Regions from separate parts of the Ovis aries genome. Here region 1 is linked to region 2. A link is a contact called in public Hi-C data. All regions are on one chromosome and are shown on one strand. The core of a region is the stretch at or near the end of the contact, and the rest is flanking DNA. Distances in the headings are between cores, read along the strand shown.

Region 1 (4,963 bases), core at 1,034-3,533, 65 kb after region 2:
TATAGGTCATAATATCACCTTTAAAAAAGGCTTAAAGCATTTACAGTTGCAAATGCTAGATAATTTTATTAAACTGGAACTTCACCAGGGTCCTCTTGGCTAGCCAACAGAATTTTATTCAAGGGGTTTTAGTTTCATTGCTGAAGTAATGTTACGTGAAGATTATCAACCTTTAAATAATATTCCATTCATGATTTAAATTTAGTTCAAGACCAGTGAGTGTTCAAAATGAGACACAGAGCTATAGTCTTTAATTCTAGAAGAGTTGCTGCAGATGCTAATTTAACTTTATGGAGAAAGACAATGGCCCATGGCAAACTAAGCAGAGCATTTGGGAGGGCATTAGTATTCTGGGCGAACACTTCCTAATTAAGCTGTACACCTCTCTCTCCTCTTCTGAATCTAAGTGTTGTTATTTATGGCAGAAAACTTACCATTTGTTATTGTGTTCATTTTCCTCCAAGTTTCTGGATTTTTATTTCTGCTAGCAAATTTTGAAATTTATCTAATTTACTGGATAGCTCTTCCCCTAAAGGGGGGCATAAACTTGAATTAAAAATGAACTTTTGCTTCTTAGAAATATAGAAATCTTTTCCTTTTATGGACATATGACAGAAGAAGTTTGCTTTAACTTTCTTTTTGTGCAGTTTCCCAGATATTCTCAGGGATACACCAAGAATTGTGGGGGAGGGAAAGCGGAATGCAAACACAGGCACCATGTTGTTGCCATTTCAAAGCATCAAGAGAACCCTACTAAGATAGTAGAATCTTAACCCTTAGAGAACTCACCCCATCCTAGGTGCCATTCTTAATTTCTTTCTTTACTCTGGCTCTCTTTTCCTTGCCCCACACTTTTCCCTACTTCGTTAGTGCTGGCATATTGCTTTGAACCTGCTCAAGGTCATATTTTATAAATGATTATCTAGATTTAGGAAATCCCTGCTTATTGATGGCTAAGGGGTGTGATCAGAAATGGTTAGTGATTCTCCAGGAGTTAAGTGAAGCATTTGAACTGTTCATAATTCTTTTTGTGGAGAGGGCAAGGATGATGGAGATAGCACAGTGAATGGAAGAATATGCAGCCATCTTTCCTCTGAAGTTCCCATGGCAGAAGGAAGGTAAGCGATCAGTTCCTAGACTTCCTATTTTCCACAGACCAGTTACACTGCAGTCGAGTCTCCTTTACTTTTTTGCAATCTCATGTTTCTCCTTCCTGTTTCTTTACTCAAGTATAGGTTTCCTATTGATGAAAGGACACAGATTAATTCATCAGGAGACCAACAGTGAGTATTCTGTCTTGTAAAAGCCTGGCTTAAGACCAGTGAGGTGCTGGAGAGGGCGAGATAAAGATGGCAGAGTAAGAGGACATGAAGCTCACCTCCCTCCATGAACACATCAAAAATACACCTGCACGTGAGACACTTCTCAGAGCAAACGAACTGGAAACTGGCAGAAGGACTCCTGTGCAACCAAGACTGTCAGAAAGATAAACACGCAATAAAGTAGGACAGGAGAAAAAGCATCCGGCTGAGACCTGCAGCCCTGGGAGGGAACAAGAGGAAAAGGGAGATTGCACGGATGGACGCTTGCCCTGGGGAGTGAGTGGATCCAGTCACAGACTGGGTGTCAGAGTCTTTGAGTCCTGTGAGTAGGAGACAAACCCCTTTGGCTGCCTGGAGAACTGCTGGGACAGATAGAAAGGCAGGAGAAGACTGGACCCCCGCTTGTGAGGACTGCTCAGGTATGGTGTGTCCCCAGGAAGGCGGATGCTGCTACCTCCTTGCTGCATTCCCCAGTTGGAACTGAGTGAACCCTGGCACTGCTCACTCTGTACCACAGCTTGGCACTAGATCTAGGCATCCAGGACCTGGAAAAAGACCTGATCTAGGAATGCAATGGCAACCTGAGGCCCTGGGGTGTAGCTCAGGCGGAGTGGTGGTGGCCGCTGTTGGTGCTTACTCAGGTTGCGCCCCAGAAGCAACCCAGGGTTCTGACAGCAGTACAGCTGCTGGAATTCCCACCACAGCCTTGCTGTGTGTCCTAACCCAAGATGAGGGGACACTGAGCCCCCGTGCTCTCCACGCTGCAGCCTAGCAGTAGATCTGGGGTGGTCACGGCAATGGCAAGGTGTGACCACGAACTGTGTCTGGTTGCAGCCACAGTTGCCTACACAGACAGAGCACTGGACTTCCGTAAGCACAGGAGCCCCACTTGCTTCAGCACTCCCCTCTGTGAGGGCAAAGGTCCCAGAGCAGGGAGAAGGAAACACATACTCTTAAAGGGAACAGAGCCACCTTGAGCCCAACCCTCAGAACTTCTGATTCAGTGATCTGAGAGCAGAGCCTGCTCCCGACAGGGCAGTGATGATGACTAAGCAGAGAGGAAATCCCATCTCACACTCCAGATAAGCTCTAGCTCCACCATAATCAGCCATACCCTCTGCTAGCACATCCTGAGGAAAGATGTGACTGGCAAACTCATCAGGTCCAGCTCTCCCACCAAAGGCACTGGGCATATGCAGCCTGCATAAGGATGCTCTCACATAAGAACACCTCTTTGTCACCACAGTAGGAAATCGTTTCACCTAAATTCATAGAGGCAGAGCAAGTTAAGTAAAATAAGATTGCAGAGGAACTATTTTCCACTGAAAGAGCAAGAGAGGGGAGAACAAGATGGCAGAGGAGTAGGTGGATGTGGAGTGCATCTCTTTCCACGAATACATCAGGAATACACCTTCAGACATAGAAGTGCATGCAGAAACCAGCTGAAAGTGGACAGGAGTGCCTGACCAGCGCAAAACAATATCTAGACCCATGCACAACTCAGTAGGATGAAGGAACTAGGGAGAAAAACAGGAGTGTTAGTAGGACTGCACCTGCCCTCGGCGGGTGGGGGAACTGAAGCAGGGGTCCAATCCCCACATCGGAGCAATGGTCTGAGTCAGAGGAGAAACATTTAAGGCCGAAAGTGAAACAGCTGACCTGTGGCAGCCTAAATGGAATGAGCATCAGACAGTCCTTGCCAAAGCCATACGTACCCCGGACAGGAACGCTGGTCCCCTGGAAGGCACAGTAGCTGGAAGCTGGAGTTTGGGGATGGTGGAGCAGTCCGGGAGTGAGGGCTGCTGTTGACTGCGGAGAGACAAATTGAGAGGATGTGAGGGAGGAGATCGTGGTGGGAAATGCCAGTGGAAGAAAGCCGGGCAGCCTTGGAAGCAAGGTGATACTGCTGAGTCATACGTAGTGGGTGGAGCCATCGCCATAGCCTCCCTCTCCCCACGTGCCAGCATGGGCAGCTGAACAATAGAGAAATTCACCCATCAAACGCCTGAGGCACTGAACTACAGAGTGGGACCTCACCCAGGGTGCTCCTTTAAGTGACTGATAAGCCAAACAACAGAGAAGGACCCCAGGCAAGGGAGCCCTCTAAGTGCCTGAACAAGTGGGGCTACAGAGAAAGACTGACCAAAGAGGCCTTCTGATCGTCAGCTACAAGAGGCGGGAGAAAAGACTCTGCTGGGGCCATAACTCCTGCGGTAGAGGCAGTCCGTGTTCCTGCACGCTTGGTGCCACCAGGGTCCCCGCAAGCCAAGCAGCTGCGCCACCTTCATGCTCAACTCTCACTGGGGCAGAGCTGCCACAGGCAAAAAAGTCTTGCGTCTATGCTCACTGTGTCCCTTTGGTCGTATCTGACTCCGCGACCCTGCGGACTCTGGCTTCCAGGCTTATGTCAGGAAGGGGGTTCTCCAGGCAAGAATACTGGGGCGGATTGGTAATACTGGTTGCCATACCCTTCTAGAGCACCGTGTTTCCTGCAGCCCTAGCCGACAACCCCCTGAGTACCTGGTGCTGCCAGAACCCCTGCGACCCAAGCAGCTGCACCACCTCCACACCTGGCCCTCACAGGGGCAAACCCAAGTCCTCCAGGGCAGCCTCAGGAGCAACCCCCAGGGGACGACCCACATGCAGAGGTGGAGATAAAACTACAACAGAAACCCAGGGGCAGTGTGGCTAAGGAAGAAGACCCAAAACCTTCCCACCAGCTGTACAAGCTGCAGATTAAATCCATATAATAAACAAGGCAGACTCTGTGTCTGTGGAATATATAAAAGGCCATTGAGAGCTCCCACAAAAGAAAATGCACTAATTCTGTTAGCTGTGGACATTGGAGGCAAGAACACATAGGAGTAGGACCAGATGAGAATCTGAGCTGCCCCCACAGCAGGTCCAGAGATCAGCACAGTGTTGGAGGGCATCCTAGGGAGGTGAGGTGAACTGGGACTCCCAGTGAGGGAAAGGACTCTGACAGCAGTGACTTGAGAAAAACATTTATTGTTCTTATTTTATGACTTGTTTTGTAGATTCTTTTGGATTTTTTCCTTTTTTCTCTTTTTCCTTTTTTCCACCTCTGTTGTAGTTGTCAATTTTATTGGCACTAAGAAATCCAGTTAAGCTTTTGAGCTTTTTCTTTTTTCCCTTCAGTCACATTTTTTTTATTGTTATAAACCTCTGCTTCTACGTTGAGCTTTTGAAGTTCTGTGGAGTTTCCCCCCCTTTTTTTCTTTACTCGTTTTTATTTTTAATTAAAAATTTTTTAAGCCTATTATTATTTTTTCTACATTCATTCCTTTGTTTGCTGTTCCTACTGTTCTTTTCCTCTTGCAGTTAATCTTTAATGTATATTAATCTTTATCTGCCTCTATTTAACTTTGCATATGTATTCTTTCTTTTCTTTCTCTCCTTTCCTCTCATTGCTTTACTCCCCAATTGGCACCTTGCTTTAGTTTTGTTTTCCAGTTTGTGCTTTAGTTAGTTTTGCTCTGGTAGATATAACTTTTGATTTCCTTTGTTTGCTGGGTCAATCTATTCTATTTTATTCCTGTTGGACTGTTTTGATTTTGCTTATGGGTGTATATGTATATGTGTATATTCAGTCACAGTTTTTATTGTTGTTATAAACCTTT
Region 2 (5,009 bases), core at 634-3,133:
AGCCAGTATCTTTCCTATACACACTTCCAACTGTCCCTAAGATAGAATCTTACTTTTATGTTGGATCATTTATTGATGAATATTTTTGGATTTGGATTTGCCATTATCTATCCCTGACTGGAGAAAGAAAAGCATGATGTATGAGTCGAGATTTTTAAACTGTGGCTGTATTCTACTCCCTAGACAGGCAAATATAAAAATATTTAACTAAATTTTAAACGACTGGAAAATGACCCCTTTTCAATTCCTAAACAGTACAAGGAGGAGGAGAAAAACTCACTCAATACCATTAAAAGTATGTCATGAGGGCAACAGCCTGTAAATTTCACTTATATTTCGCACTCGACCTTCCCAGCAGTCTATCCAGCCCACACTTTATTTTGCCACAGATAGAAAACTCTCCATAGAAACTTAGCCTAGTATCACTAGAAAAGCGGCCTCCATGAAAAAGATTCATCAAGAGTCATGTATGAGTGAAGGAAGAAGGAGAAAAAGAAGAACGGGAGGAGAAAAGGGAAACACAGAGAAAGGCAGAAAAAAGACCAGAGAACTGCGAAAAAGACAAATTTGCACGAGACTGCTAGAAATCTGCTCTCTGCTTCTCCGTTTCTTCACTGGGATTGGGTTTCATTTCTTTCTGCGCCCCTGACCTTGCCGTCTTCCAACTCTCCACTCTCCCCCCGTCCCCGCGCCCGCCCGTCTGCCCCCTCCCCCGGCCTGCGCCTGCCTTTGTGTCTGCCTGTCACTTACCGGCGAACCCGACGAAGCTGATTTGGGAGAAGCACAAAGCCAGGACACAGATTTGCCCACAAATGCTCTCACACACGTTCCCCCACGCTGGAAGGGACAGCCCATCGCAGAGCTGATGCACCTTGAGAAAAGTGGGGTTCGGGTCTTGTGTGGGGAAGCCGAGAAACTATTCTTTTCCTCTCTCGGCTCCGCAGCGCTAACAAAACACGCGTACTTCAGCGGGGAAAGAAAAAACAAAAAACACAACAACCCCCGACCGAGTAGACTCCTGTTCCACTCGCTGTGACACTCGCTGAGCGCGGCCCCCCGAAAAGGGGACACGGGGCAGGCAGAAGGGGGCGGACGCAAACGCACACTCAGATCCAGACCCCCAGCGCAGAAAAGGGTCGAAACCCACTCGGTCCGTGTGCTCCCCAGGGGTGGGTGAGGATAAACCCGGGGCTCGTCTGCCTTCCACCGAGGGAGGGGGGTGGGGGAAGAGTCAAGGAAAAAGTCGTGCCCCCCGACAGCTGCACTAGTTTAGAAAGGAAAGCAGAGAAAAATCACTTTCCGGAGGCTAAAAGGCCGGGAAAGCGGCCGGCCGGACTCACAAAGCTAAGTTTTCTGGGTGAGGAGGGCACGAGCATTAACTAACAGGAGAGAGAGCACACACAACTACAGGTTTAAAAGGGGGGTGGGGGGAATTAAAACTATATTTGTCAGCCATGTTGAAGAGGCTCCAGTAATTTGTGAAGCTTCCCTTCTTCCCTCTCGGTTCTTCGCGGGTGACACTGCAGGCTTTGCGCCCCAGCCCCTGCGAGCCCGAGAGAAAGCGAAGGGGAGAGGAAGGGGAGAGTTTCGCGGCGTAAGAGAAGCGCTCTGACCTCGGTCTCGTCCCTCAGCCTTGCAGCGATCCAGCAGTTTGCAGTCGGGTCTCCTTTCTAACAAATCCTAAAGGGCAGCCATCTTGCTTCCTTCTGCTTCTCTACGAAAGCAGCCTAGCCTCCGCATCAATATTCATAAGGCAGTTTGACGTCTGTTCTCATCACCCGGCGGGGCTGGCGTCTCGGGGCGGCCGCGGCGAGGGGGCGGACGTGACTCGCATGCGAGCCGGGCCTGGGCGCGCGGCGCTCGCGAGGAGGAGGCGGCGGGGCCGCCCGAGCTCTGGCCGAGGCCGCCGCCGCCGCTCTCCGCCTCCGCCTCCTCCCGCTTCTCCGCCTCCTCCGCCCCGCTTCCTCCTCCTCCTCCTCCTTCCCCTCCGCCCCGGACACCGCCTTCTGCGCCCGGGCCTCCACCGCCGCCCCGGGGCTCTCGGCCCGGACTCCCCGGGAATTGGCTCCCCGCCCCGGGGCTCCCAGCGCGGAAGCCGGCGGCACCTGGGCCCGAGCGCAGGGGCGCGCGCTCGAGGCTGGGACTGCGGAGCCAGGCAGGGGAGCAGTGCGCCCGGGGGAGCGCGGGGGAAGGTCCGGACCCCGGGGCCCTTGCACGGGGTCGCCACCCAGCTGGAGGCGTGGGACTGGAACCACGGGGGAGGTGGGGTGCGTCCCTGGCAGGAGGATGCGAGACCCCAGCTGAACCTTTTAAACTTTTTTTGGTATCGTACCCACCGCGACCTTAGGGTAGATGCGCACCTCCCCAGTCCCCAGTGTCCGCGCATCCGCCCCGACTCCCACCTCCTGGCAGGTACCCCCGCGCACGCCCCGGAGCGCACCCACCTTCGCCCGCTCAGGCCCGCACCCCAACCTCTGGTAGGTCCACTCGCCCCGCCTCGCCCCCCGCTTTGGCATCCCCTCCACACGGTCGTTTTCATCTCGCTCTGCAGAAGCACCCCCCAGTTTCTCAGAGGGCATGCCCTTAGTGCTTTAGGGGCCTGTAGTCTGAAAGACTCGACAAATTAGGAAATTGAGCGAGGCCCGCTTCTCACCGCCCCAGCCCACCTTCTGTTTACTTTGGCCACGTGGGCTGAGAGAAGGATTCACGCAGATCCGAGAGGACTTTCTCAACAGTGACTCTTCTCCCTAAATTCGGTCGTAAGAAATAAACCTGCAATTTCAAATGGTTACGTTTACTTGCGTAAGAGCCTCTATTTTGCAAAAATGCCCAGCCTTATAATTAAGTGATGAAGAAATCAACCTGTAAAGAACTAAACTCGAATGACGGACTCTCGATTTTCCCTGACGTTCGGGATTCTATAATCATTCGCATCCGTGGACAGTTTTTCTTTTCTGTTGCCGAGTAGACTTTTAATGCTTTTTTGAAAAGAATAATCATGTTGAAGATGAGATAAAGAACAAAGCCCATGTGAATCGTTATATCAGATTGATAGTTTTTGAGATTCGCCCTCTATTAGACGTTCTCACGTTACTGGCATTCAAATTTTAGATAGATTTTTGGGGGCACATCCGTTTTGGGATCGCTACATTGTGATCGGATCGCTACATTGTGACCAGGCTATTCTTAAGTCAACACAAGATATTTTGTATAGCTCACATTTTTTGTCTGTAATTTCTTTAGAAGTGAAGGCTTTACCTAATTTTATGAGATCGGAATATTTCCTCTTTGAAAAGGCGTTTAAAAGGGAACTCTTTGTGTGTTACATTGTTGCGAAGAAGAGCGTTTAAAGTGTGTTCCAATGAAACATTGTTTATTCCACTTTGAGACAAAGTTGACTTCGACTTCTGGTTTCGAACTTGTCTAAGCAAGATCATTCGTTTCCCTAAGCATTCATGTAAAATGAATTTCCATCTTTTTTAACTGCACACGAATGTGTCTTTGAAGTCTTGGTAATTGCTAATGAGCTGTAAGCTGTTTAAGAGGTGCCTTGTAATTTGTTTTTCAAGTCCCAAAAGTAAAGTTTCCTGAAGACTGTGACCTACCTTTGTGTCCAGCACAAAACAGCAGAATTGTGGAAAACATGGGCTTTGGAGTCAGACAGACCTAGATGGATCCTGACTCCACCCCTTACTAAATGTGTGACCTTGAGTATAGTACTTTTTGTGTATCCTCCTCTGTCAAGTATGAAGTGGTAGTCTTTCAGTGGTGCGCTACTCTTGGTGATTCCATAGACTGTAGCCTGCCACGCTCTTCTGTCCATGGAATTCTCCAGGTAAGAGTCCTGGTTGCCTTTCCTTGCTCCAGGGGATCTTTCCTGGGTCTCCTGTGTTGCAGGCAGATTCTTTACTGTCTGAGCCACTAGGGAAGCTCATGTTAAAACAGTGTGTTGTGAGAATTGAATATGACACCAAGTGCCCAGGTAGTTATTATTAATACTATTACCAATCATAAACTCTCTACTTCCAGGAGTTTTTCTTGCTTGACTAGAAGTATATACGTAAATATATGTCTTCCTACATTGAATAACATGCGGCAAATATTGTACTGACATGACTTTGATATGACTACCTGAATGCTCCCTTACTTATGTATATGATAATTGGGGAAATGATCTGTAGGGTCACCTCCTTCTCATTTATCTTTTAAACACCTCCCTCTCTGTGTGTTGTAACAGGTGGTTCTTGTCTGTCTGGAATCACACTTGACTTGCAGTTGGTTTTGCGACAGGCCCTGAACCTTTTCTTGCCAACTTCTCTGCACTCCACCCCACCCTTAACCACCATGACATTTTGTTAATTTGAAAGAAAATTCCTTACTCCTCTTGGCTATTGTGACTTTTCAACAGCAAAAGGAAGTAAAATTCTAAGTCTACAGGTATAAAATATTTTAGTAAAATTTTGTATTGTTGATAAAAAAAAAACCCACCTTCTTTCTTAACCTCTATTTCTGGGAAAGAAAAGCTATAGTGCACATAATCAGCTGTTTACTAAATATTAGTGCACATTTGTAGGAGTAATTTAGAGCCAGCTTTTATTAATTGTGTGCATTCTTGAGATTCCTCCTCTTATAGGTGTGGATAATATGTTTTTAAAAGATAATTTGCTGTTTTAACAACAGTCAATTGTTATCAAACTCCTTACCATTTCCCCCCCTCCAATTAGAAAGACCAGCACTGCTTCCACACAGAAAAATCCTTGCTTCCTTACCAGAAAAAAAAGACTAATAGAACAAGTTCCATGACATGCTATTCTGTGTTAGAAAATTGACTTGATTGGCCTGGGCACCTGCTGTCTAACTCAGTTGCTGGTCTCTAAGCCTCTTAGGGTGGAGGCAGCTTCCTGTCTGTTCTGTCCTTTAAAGAGCTGACAACAGCAGCTTGCTTTACAATGCAAATTTCTTGTACTAACAAAAAATAATAGGTGATTCTTAATTTCCTCCCCTCCTGC

What was found. A called contact is a pair of places that touch in the nucleus more often than the background predicts.
Region 1: a contact with region 2 is called in a Hi-C map of hypothalamus, with 2.2 times the contacts expected there. The contact joins the enhancer-like site here to the promoter of TET2 in region 2. A contact is called at or near these places in 6 of 16 Hi-C or Micro-C datasets (blood, hypothalamus, muscle and 3 more).

The regions. Positions count from the first base shown.
Region 1 is chr6:20,477,563-20,482,525 of ARS-UI_Ramb_v3.0, forward strand. It overlaps LOC114115276 (a long non-coding RNA gene), which reads left to right. Exons shown (of 2, transcript XR_009601137.1): 1 at 1-1,118; 2 at 1,231-4,963. Among named protein-coding and RNA genes, the nearest start is that of TET2, 65 kb to the left of the region's middle. Within about 2 kb of position 2,284, at least 11 of the 54 cell types and tissues checked have an H3K27ac peak or open chromatin away from gene starts, as enhancers often do. A contact at or near this core is called in hypothalamus, where this site is marked.
Region 2 is chr6:20,413,105-20,418,113 of ARS-UI_Ramb_v3.0, forward strand. TET2 (tet methylcytosine dioxygenase 2) reads right to left here and starts at 1,884. Exons shown (of 10, transcript XM_060417553.1): 1 at 1,614-1,884.